Linked DNA regions of Capsicum annuum: region 1 is linked to region 2. The links are chromatin contacts, called in public Hi-C maps. All regions are on one chromosome and are shown on one strand. Each heading gives the region's core, a stretch centred on a gene start, on an enhancer-like site or on the middle of the called end of the contact. The rest is flanking DNA. Distances are from core to core; before and after follow the strand shown.

The links. Hi-C and Micro-C count contacts between places; a contact is called where the count stands out from the background.
Region 1: a Hi-C map of leaf shows a contact between it and region 2, with 2.1 times the contacts expected there. The contact joins the enhancer-like site here to the promoter of LOC107877281 in region 2. A contact is called at or near these places in 2 of 5 Hi-C or Micro-C datasets (leaf and placenta).

The regions. Positions count from the first base shown.
Region 1 is chr7:198,410,739-198,416,718 of UCD10Xv1.1, forward strand. No RefSeq gene overlaps it. Among protein-coding and RNA genes, the nearest start is that of LOC107877282, 25 kb to the left of the region's middle. Within about 2 kb of position 1,688, at least 1 of the 5 cell types and tissues checked has an H3K27ac peak or open chromatin away from gene starts, as enhancers often do.
Region 2 is chr7:198,309,340-198,315,541 of UCD10Xv1.1, forward strand. LOC107877281 (transcription factor MYB106-like) reads left to right here and starts at 3,007. Exons shown (of 3, transcript XM_016723965.2): 1 at 3,007-3,224; 2 at 3,922-4,051; 3 at 4,476-5,069. The coding sequence starts at 3,092. The coding sequence ends at 4,956.

The sequences.
Region 1 (5,980 bases), core at 438-2,937, 100 kb after region 2:
TAGTTGCATAAGGCCCGTGCTAAGCCAGGGTCCATACTCATGATAAAGAATATAAAATATAATATAAAAAAAATATAACTTAAATCACATTTTTCTATTACATAATTAATTTAATTTTGTAATACATTGATTATATCTTGTATGGTAAACTACTATGATTATTAAAGTCTTTTCGTTATATTTGGATAACTTTTAAAAGACTTTATTTATGAAAAAGGAAGTACGAAAGAAATTAACAAATATGAATGGACATAAAATTTAATTTAAAATCAATGAGTGCTGTGTTCAGCATGCTTTAAAGAAAATCATATTTGATAGATTGTTGAAAAACAATATTTTCCTTAGAAAATAAGTCTCTTTAGACTTATAAAAATAATTTTGTGGAAGTAGAAAAATTATATTCTATATTTCACATTCATTGAGCCCTTCGCTCTTCAGTACACCTTGTTTTCACCCCATCATAGCTCCCATCCCCGCCACTCCATACCTCATCTCTCATGGTATTTATCTAAATTATATAGAAATAATTTTTAAATAATATTTTGCTTACATACCAAATATAAGAAAATAAGTAAGAAACATATTAATTTTTAAAAAAATATTCTTAAAGTAATGTTTTCAATTGAAAAACTGATTGTACCAAACACAGTACTCAAAAAGACAATAAGTATGACTAAAAAAAATAAATGATCTGATTGAAAATGAGATTCTAACTTCAAAGTTTCACAAATTTTATTAAAATGTAAAAAAAAAATGCATTCTATCCATTTTATTTTATTTTACATTTGTTGATTTGATACTCCTATTAATAAGAAGTTGTTTAATAGGAGTTGGTTTATTTATCTCTATAATTACGATTTGAAAGTATATGATTGACAATTATTATGTTGTATAGTTATTTAATGATAAAAGTAATATTGAAAGAAAATAATAAATCTTTCTTTATTTGCTAAAATAATAAACAAAATAAATTATTTTTAATACAAGGTTCAAACTAAATGAAAAAAAAAAAAAAAAAAGAGAAAAGAGTATTCTCTCAAGAAAATTTTATTTTTAGTATAAGGATCAAACAAAATGAATAAAAAAAGGGTATTCTCTCAATTCCTTTTTACTTGTTTATCTGACTTGACAAATAACTTAAGAATTTAATATATTAAGGGTAAAATATATGAAATAATCCTTATTAATTATATTTTAAAAATTTAAATTTAGTTACTCATACTTTATTTAATTACTTGATAATAATAAAAATAACAACAACAACAACAACAACAACAACAATAACAACAACAACAACAACAACAACAATAATAATAATAATAATGTGAAAAAAGTTATAAATCTTTCGTGATTTACTAAAGTAGATTAGAAATAAAAATAATTAATTTTTAATATAAAAAATAAGTAAAAAAGAATAAGTAATCTAATAAGGAACAAGAAGAGATTTATATAAAAAAAAAAATACTATGTGTAGTTTAATTACAAAATATCAAATAAAAATATTATAAAATAATAAATAGGAATAAATGTAAAAATATGTATAAAAAATAAATAAACATATATAACTATTTAATTGTATTAAAAAATTTGTGATGACTATAAAAAAAAAGGGAGATCCTCCCTCCCTGTTATGTAATACTTATCAATTTCACTTTATAAAGTAAGAATATAGATTGACGTAAATGATCACTCACTGATTGAATTTGCATGACGTAAGCAGTATTTCATATACCACCGGCCATTGAATTTTCTAAGAAGACGTCACTCGAAGACAAAATGTGAACATGAAGTGATATTCTCATTACTATTTTCATTTGATTGTGTTTCCTATCAACTCAACAATGTGACAGGATATTTTGGTACATAAATCTTATCTGACAGTTTTGGGTTGTTATTAAACCTGTTAAACGGGTTGGGTTGATCCGGCTCAATTCGATTCGAACCGACCTATTTCATGAACCGACCTATTTCATAAAATTGGTCTAATTTGATCTGGCTCGATCAGTCCATGGGCTGTAGGGTATCAGATTTCGAGCCGGTTAAGTTTTCTGATTGGACTCAATTAACCCGGTTCGGATCAAGCCCGATCTAGGCCAGTCGATTAACCAGCCTAGCTTGGATAGGTTTTTTTTTTTTTAATTCTTTTTTTTTTTTTTTATATTTGGCTCAGACTAGCCATTTGGACCCTAAACCTTCAAATCATTTTTCACAAAAGTTTTCACTCTCTCAAATCTCATTCTTTCTCAAATCTCAATTTTCAAATATTCAATATATTTAATTTCCTAAAGTGCTCACTTTAATTTTTTAATTTTGCGATTACAAAGTACGAGTTGAAGTTTCTAAAGTCGCAACCTTCGTATACTTCCAAAATTTGGTATTGTCGTTCCATTTCTTACGTTTAATTTTTATTTATTGTATTAATTGTTGAATATTTAATTTTATTATATTTGTGTATTCTGAATTTTTTTAATTTAATTTATATTATGGATAAATTAAGAAACCTCGCTACTAAAGGTGTTAAATTTTTTTATCCCGAAAGTGGTAGTGGTAGTAACAAGCGAATTACTAGTGGTAGAGGTATTTCAAGTAGTAGATATACCCGTGTGCCTTTGCCTCCGGTACCGTTTGGTACACCTTTTGAGGAAGAAATAGGAGGTGCTCACGGCATGGATTACGTAGAAGCTCAAGAAAATTACGGTATAGAAAAAGAAAATGAAGTAGATGAGGTTAATTTAAACGAAGATGATGAAAATATTGGTGAGACACCCGCAGTAAAAAATGCTAACGTTAAATCTGAATCGGTTAATCTCCCTTCCCGTCCTCCCCGTACCCTAAGATCTCGTAAAACAACTAGTATTGCATAACAATTTTTTGAACGTATATCAGATACTAAGGTGCAATGCAATACTTGTCAACAAATATACAAGCATAAAAGCGGAGGCAAACAAGGGGTACGGGTACGTTAATGAGACATATAGGTGATGCTCACGAAAGAGAGTTAAATATTGCATGAGATGGTGGGATGTTGGTGGGTCAACGCAAACTAGAATGGACCCAGAAACCGGTCAGGTAACGAAGAAGTATAATAAATTGAGGGACCGGGAAGAAATAGCTAAAATGATAGTTGTGGGTTGTTTGTCTTTTAGTTTTCCTTCTTCTGATGCCTTTATTCATTATATTCAAGCAATTTATAATCTTATGTTTAATGGTATTCCTAGAAGTACTTGTCGGTCTGATATTTTTAGAATTCATTCACAATATTATTTTTATTTATCAACATTGTTAAAAAATATTCAATGTCGATTCTCCCAAACTTCTGATCTTGGTCGTGCTGTAAATAAAAATGATTATTTAACCGTTACTTGTCATTGGCAGGATAGTAATTTTGTGATGCAAAAACGTATTCTTGCTTTTTTATATGACGAAGACCGTAAACATACTAGAGTTTTATTGCTGATTCTATTGTTAAAGTTGCCAGATTTTATGGTATCAAAAATAAAATCTTATGTATTTCTTTTGATAATGCTTCTAACAACAAGACTGCTATAAAAAAGTTAAAATCTAAGCTATCTCCGTTGTTGCCTGAAATTTTTCATATTAAGTGTGCATTATATATATAATTTAATTGTAAAAGATGGTCTTGAGTTTTTTGAGTTTTATATTAAAAAAATCCATCTTGCTGTTGGTTTTATTCAAGAAAATAACCGTAGATCGAGAATTAGAGAATTTAAAGTTAAATGTCAAGAAAATGGACTTGCACCGATATTGATGCCTGAGGAAATTGATATTAGATGAAATTCTACGTATGATTTTTTAAAAACTTGTTATAAATGTAGAGTTCCTATTACACTAGCTTTTAACCAACATTGCGATTCATTTGTTGATTTTGCTGATTGCATGCTACATGATTCTGATTAGGTTGTAATTAATGATCTTTTTAAGTTTTTAGAAAAAATTTATGTAGCTACAGTTGAATTTTTCGGTGCTTATTATCATACTGTTTGTAATATTTTGGCATATATAGCCGATATTTCTAGTTTACTCAAAGAATAAAAAAATAAAGAAGGTTATAAAGAAGATGTTGGTGCCATGTTTACTAAATTTAAAAAATATTTTTTTTCGATTCCTCCTATTTACTTGGTTGGTGCTATGATAAATTCATGCATGAAATATAATATTATGTGCCACTTTAGTGCTATTATTTATGCTAACTTAGAAATAAATACTAACAATGATTCTGAAAAAGCACAACTTGATTTGTGAATGGATATGGGTGATGCGAATGAATACATAGAAAAATTATATAATCATTATGCTGATTTAGTTGATTTAGCCGTACCTACAAATATCACTCCAATTGTCGCTCCTCATCCTCCCGAGGAGCCATCATACTGTCGCTCCTCATCCTCCCGAGGAGCCATCATCTTCTAAAAGGTCGGCACATAGTGATTTTCATGATTCCTTTAATGATTTACCTTGTTGGAACAGTGTTGATGACAGAGCTTACACATCAACTTATCGAGAAGAGCTGAAATATTATCTTCGATCGCCGCCAGAGGATCGCAGACGATGGATCAATACATTGGATTGGTGGAGGAGTAATGAAACACAATATCCTATGCTTTCAAGATTAGCTAGATATATCTTGAATGTTCCAATGTCAACCGTTGCATCAGAGAGCGCCTTTAGTCAGGGACGACAGCAGCTTGGAGACAACCGACACTCATTGAAAAACAATGCAATGAATGTTCTAGTTTGCCTCAGAGATTGGATTAGAGTGGAAAGAAGAAACTAAGGAATGGAACCGGAGCCTAATGACGAGCAGAAACTTGAAGAAATTATGTCTTCATGGGAGAACTCAGCAGAATCAAGTCCAATGCATGATTTTGCCCCCATTGACTTTGACTATCCTATGCAAGTTTCCGTTAATATTAACATGAATGAGTTGGAAAAAATGATGCATAATTTGTAGATTTTTCATTCATATAAATTATAAATATTGGATCATTTCGCAATCAATAAAATTCAACATTCATTTACTCCTTAGTCCTTACTTTGTAATTTTTTTCATTTAATGATTTAAATTGAATTTCTAGTTTCAATTAAAAACTTACTTCTAATATATTATTAATTTACTACCAAGTATTATTAATTTATTATATTAAGTAGCATATGTTTTGTATATTTGTGTATATATCTTCTATGGATGTGTATATTTAATGTATATATATGTATATATATTGTAGTATATTTTATTTAAAGTAGTACATATACATTAAATAGAGCGTATTTATATGAATATATCTTCTATAGACGTGTATATTTAACGTATACATGTGTATATGTTTTATAAATTAGTATACAATTATATACACACACACACACACACACACACATATATATATATATATATGATAATTTATATATATTGCAGTATATTTTATTTAAAGTAGTACATATACATTGATTAGAGCGTATATATGTGAATATATCTTCTATAGATGTGTATATTTAACGAATACATGTGTATATGTTTTATAAATTAGTATATAACTATATGTATATGTATATCTATATATATATAGATTGTAATGTATATATATATTGTAGTATATTTTATTTAAAGTAGTACATATACATTGAATAGAGCGTATATATGTGAATATATCTTCTATAGACGTGTATATTTAATTTATACATGTGTATATATTTTATAAATTAGTATATATATATATATATATATATATATATATTGTAATGTATATTTATTGTAGTATATTTTATTTAAAGTAGTACATATACATTGAATGGTGCATATATATGTGTAATTGTGTATATGTGTATATATTTTTTAAATTTTAATGTAGTATATATTATATATATAGTGTATATATATTGTTTAACGTATTTAAAATGTATATAGGTGGGTATATATAGTGTACATTGAAAAAAACTTTTTTTTATAGGGTTAGGTGGGTTT
Region 2 (6,202 bases), core at 1,757-4,256:
ATCAAAATAAAATAATGATTATTTTAAAAAAAATCATATTTTTTAAAAAATTAAATAAATTATGAAAAAATTATTTTTTTTTAAAAATAATTATTAAAAAAATTATAAATAAATTTTAAAATGAAAATAAAAAATGGCATTGATGATATCAATTATGAAAAAATAATTATAAAATTATTTAAAAGTAAAAATAAAAAATTGATTATTTAAAAAAATATAAAACTTTTTAAAAAGTGAAATAAATTATTAAAAAATTATTTAAAAAATAAAAAATTAATTATTAAAAAATTATTAAAATTTTTAAAATGAAAATAAAAAATGGCATTGAGGATCCAAATTATGAAAATATAATTATAAAATTATTTGAAAAACAAAAATATAAAACTGATTATTTAAAAAAAATTATAAAATTTTTTAAAAAATGAAATACATTATTAAAAAATCATTTTAAAAAGAATAATTATTAAACAAAATATATAATTTATTAGAAAAATGAAAATAAAAAATGGCATTGAGGATAAAAATTCAGAAAAAATAATTATAAAATTATTTAAAAAATTAAAAATAAAAACTGATTATTTTAAAAAAAATTATAATTTATTTTAAAAAATGAAATAAATTATGAAAAAATTATTTAAAAAATTAAATATTCGTTATTAAAAAAATTATAAAAATTTTTAAAATGAAAAAAAAAAATGGGATTGAGGATCCAAATTATGAAAAAAAAAATTTTAAAATTATTTTAAAAATAAAAAACTAATTATTAAAAGGACACTATAAAAATTCTTAAAAGATGAAAATAAAAAACAGATTTTTTGTAAATTCAATTTTATTAAAAGAAAAAAATTGGGGCCCTCTAATGCTTTTTGGGACCTCTAGTGTTTAAAAACAAAATTGTTATTAGAAAAATTTTGGGGGCCTCAATGCCACTTGACAACTTTTTATTCGTTAATTAGTAATAAAATATGTTCATCACGCGCCTCTCACGATGGCACTGCACGCATTGTACCACATAGGCGGAAAATGTCCAATTAGAATAAAATTTGGGGGTTTAGGGGTCTGATAGGAGTAAGTCTTAATTTAGGGGTTTAAGTGAATTTTCGCAATAAATTTGAGTATCTATCGATATCTTTGATTTTAAACTAAAAATACATGTACTATAGACCGTAGGGAGTACTGTAGTCTGTCTAAGTTTGGGTAAACAGTCAATTGATTGTCTTTTGTCATTCTCTCTTTTTCTTTGTTTGATGTGTTATAAGTAGTTTTCTATTTTGCCGTGTGATTTCAATCGCACCATAAGTTTTTATATTATTGGTCCGTATTATGCGAGTACGTAGAACGACCCCTTTGTGCATGCTAGGTTGGCAAATCAAATTCAACCCGTTGAAGTTGGATAATTGTCTGATTCACTTATTTATTGGCTCAATTTATTTTACCTCACTAAAAATTAAGTTGATGTATAGACTGAATTGATCTATAAAAATATTTTCAATTATTTTTTATTTAATATCTTTTATATATCCATTATAAGAGAGAAAATAATTTTACTAAGCATTAAAAATTTATAAAAAAAATTAATAAAATAATTAGAACTTAATAACAATTTGACGGGTATAAGGGCATGACCTATATTTTAGTCCATTTTAATCAGTCGTAGTACTTTTGGGCGTGTCATAACTTACCTATTTATTTCAACTCAATTTAACCCACTCAAATTCAGTTAAATCTGTCCTTTTGACACCTTTACACTTCGTTTGGATGGAAGTTTGTAATGATTTCATATTGTATGGTATGATATGTTATGATATTGTTCTGTACAGTATAGTACAATACAATGTTGGATGGAATATTTTGTTTACTATTGTTTAATAACAGTTTTATTTTTGGTTTGGCGGTATGATGTTATATTGTAACTTGTAAGTTTATTAAAATGTTCTTAACTATTATAAGTATTAAATTTATCAATAATTTCTAATTTGTTACAAATTATGTCATTAAATATATTAAATTGTTAAATTTATGTAATTTTAACAAAATTGATACAAGCGTAGATCAAAAAAATGTAATTATCGTAACAAATTTCATTTTCTTTTGGTGTTTTAAAAAAGTGACCTCCAACAATAACTACAAAGTTTGAATGCATCTTTTGTGTATGCTATGGGTGTGTTCGGTATGAATCACAAAAAAAAAAATTAGGAAAGTAAATTATTTCTTACTTGTTTCTTGTTTTAGTTATGCAAATAGAAAAATATTTTCTAAAAGTATTTGTATATATTTAACATAAATCAAAGAGAATGAATAGAATAAAGGGGAGGCGTACGAAAAAAATTATAATTTTTTTTATAAAATATTCGGGAGTGAGGTGCTGGAGTGGGGGGGGGGGGGGGGGGGGGAGGGGGGGGGGGGGGGGTAAGATTTTTTTTTTTTTTTTGAGAAAATAAATTTGTGGGTAGGTTGGAAGAAGGGGGGAGGGTAGGAGGTGGTGATGAGGTAAAAAATTTTTTTTGAAATTTCTTAATATATAAATTTAAAGAAAAATTGGTGCGGGGAGGCGGCCTAGTAAGTGGTGGGAAGGGGTAGAAGGTGGAGGTAAATATTATAGGGTAAAAAATAAAATAAAATTATTTAATATTAAATAAGAACTTAACTGAAAAAATAAACAACCACAGAATACCACTAAATCAATGGTTACATAAAGTACGGTTTATCATGACTATCAAACCATAAAATTATCCATACTATATCATATATTTGAAAAAACAATCAAAATAAACATATTTTCTTAATAACCATATCATATCACGAAAAATCACCATCAAAGTGTGTTAGTGTGTTAGTATAAGCTGCTCATTGTAGACGAAAAAGTAAAAAGAAATGTTGACGAAGTATAACGGAATTTTCTTTAGTAAAAGAAAAAAAGGACCACCTTTGTAAGAAGGCCCCATTTTAACGGGCATCACGTTCTGCTCCCTCTCTATAAATACACTTAAACTTCAAGAATTTAGCTATTCAGGTGGGAAGAACAATAAGTTTCTCCACTTAGTTCTTATATAAATAACGCTTAATTTACTGTGTTGCAATTAATTTAGAGATGGTGAGAACACCTTGCTGTGATGAAAATGGAAGGAAGAAGGGGACATGGACTCCTGAAGAAGATAGGAAATTAGCAGCATATATCACTGAATATGGCCCATGGAATTGGCGCCAACTTCCCAAATATGCTGGTGAGAATGTCCACACATCTCATAATTTAGATTAGTACTCCATCTCTCCGTTTTCATTTGTTCAGTTTGAAAAATATAAGAGATGACTGATCACTTAGTTTCTAATTTATTCTTATTATTAACTACAATCATTTCACTAAGCGTTTATAAATTTATTATATTCAAAAGTTGATACAATAAAATTATCATTTTATTTATTGTTCCTTAAAGAAGTGTGTCAAGACAATATTAGACAAGTGAAAATGAACAGAGAGATTACCTTCTTTTTTATAAAGAAGAGATGATACGGTGGAAAATCAAACTTCCATCAACCAAAAGTTTAGACTGACAATTAGTGGCGGATGTAGAGTAGAAGGTGTGGGTTCCCGAGAACCCACACCCGCTACCGTAAGGCTTAAAATTACATAGAAAAATCGACAAAAGTTATAAATATTAATAGGTGGAACCCATAACTAAACCAAGGGATAGCTTAGTGGCAGGAAAGGAGCCACAAGTTTAAAATTCTGGATCCGCTTCTGTTGACAATAAACTGAGCTACTAACATTTCTCGTATGAGAGATTATCATTTAACCTACTTCTGGTACCTAATAACATGGGCTCATCCAAACCGAATTTTGAGCAACTTCATCTAAATTTCATAATAATTATTATGTACTATTGTAGAGTTTCGTCTGAAAGATTATTGTTGCTTATGAAGGACTAGAGAGGTGTGGAAAGAGCTGCAGACTTCGATGGCTGAATTACTTAAGGCCAAATGTTAAAAGAGGGAACTACACCGAAGAAGAAGATGAAATCATCTTAAACCTCCATGCTCAACTTGGAAATAAGTACGTATTCTACTTCCACATGTCCAATTTACATGCTAAAACAGTCGTCGATGCCAACAAAGTGAAGGGGAATTTAATATTTGAACTTAATGAGTTCAAATTTTAAAGTTTTCAGCATGGAATTCACTACATCTGATCTAATAATTGTGAAGAATTTAATGTGTGTATAGGTTCATATGGATTGTTAAGATGCGGATGAAACTTTTTGGCTATCGGTTCATATGAACCCATAGAGAGTATATGTATATATGCTCCTTGGGTTCACATGAAATTATAGCCAAAAAAGTTACATCTGCCTCTGTGGTGGAGAGTTAAGTCTGACTTTACTACAATAGATATGATTCAATTGCTTTTATGTGACGAGATTGTTTCGTATTATGACTTTACTACGTGAAATCAATCCCATAAATTTGTACGGTTACAGGTGGTCGGCGATTGCAGCTCACTTGCCAGGAAGATCAGACAATGAGATAAAGAATCATTGGCACACTGCACTCAAGAAGCGTGCAAATAACTCAGGTGAATCAAGCAAGAAATGCAACAGTAAGAACAACATTAGAAGGAGTACTACTGTGGCAAATAAAAATGCAAGTCCTAGCACTTCACATGAAAATATAGTACTGGAAAGTTCACAATGGTCCCCAAAGGAGTCATCAAGTGAAGACTTTTTTTCTTACAGTAATACTGATTATCAAGAGCAACATAAAGTTTTTCAACAAGAAGCTTTGGATGAAATAACTAGTGGAAGCTTTTGGACAGAACCATTTCTAGTGGAAAGTTTCAATACAACTGGAACTGATTTTCTAGCTCCTCCAATTGATTACTGCGGACTTGTGTGTCCACCTTCTCCTTTTATAGGTCATGAATTTCTTTCATCCTTTGATTTTGATTATTTTAATTATTAAAGTGAAAGTGAAAAACATGTAAAGTATTTTGATGTTTTGAGTTTCATACCTGAACGGTGCGTGAGTTTTCCACCTAAACTATCACCAACTATTTATCAAAACACATTTCAACTATTAATTATTTGAGTTACATATGAACTTCCAGGTAGGAAACTGAACAATTACTATTGAGGTGTGTTTTAATAAATTATTGATAATAGTTTAGATTAGGACACCACCTACTTCACAGTCCAGGTATAAAACTAAAAAAATCAAAATATTTTAGGTGTGTTTTTAATAATTATTAGTAAAAACTAGAAGGAAAAAAAACATTCTAAGGAAGTGATTAATTGTATGCTTCTGCTTGAATGTTGTAGATGATGGCACAGATTGTAATGTGATTATGTTTTATATGAAATCAAGGGTAAATAGCGCTTTCGGTATACTATTTAACTTTCAGTAATTAAATGTGCATTTTTGATCCCTTATGAATTTCACAAATTTATCAAAATTATTACATATTCCACCCTTTAACAATTATCCACGTATTATGTTAAGGAATAAGAATTGCGCAAGACAAGTAGTCAATAAATCTACTAGTGGAAAATATTGATTCATTCAGTCACCTTTTACATAAAATTTAGAAACTAAATATATACTGATATTGTGCAAAGAAGTTGCGATAAGTTTTCCAAAGAAACATAGAGAAATTACTAACAAATGTTATATGAACTCTGAAAGGGTTCATTACTGTCGATTTTGCATAATTTAAATTATGTATATTAATTAATGTAATCTAACTGAAATAACGGGTTCGGTTGTAAGACCTGTTATGAAATTCTCCTATTATTATTTATAGGCAAAATGATATTCTGGACTCCTGTATTATGTCGGTTTTGTAAGTTGGACACTTCTACTTAGATGTTTGTCATCTGGACCTTTGAACCCATTAAAAAGAAATATTTTAAACACTTTTTTGGTGAGTGTAATACACTCTCGCTACGCCAGCTGCCACATCAGCTTCCACGTCATTTTTATTTATAAATATAAAAAATATTAAAATAAATAAATAAACCCCTCCCCCCTCCCCCTCCCCCTTCCTCTCTCTTCCCCATTTTTCTGATTTGCGTTTCTTCTTCTTTTTTTTCTTATGGTTCTCCCTCCTCTTCTCCTTCTTTTTTTCCTTCATCATTTTAATCTTCTTATTCTTCTCACTCTTTGAAAAAATTGAAAACAAAAGCTCAAAGCACTAAGAGGCCACAAAAAG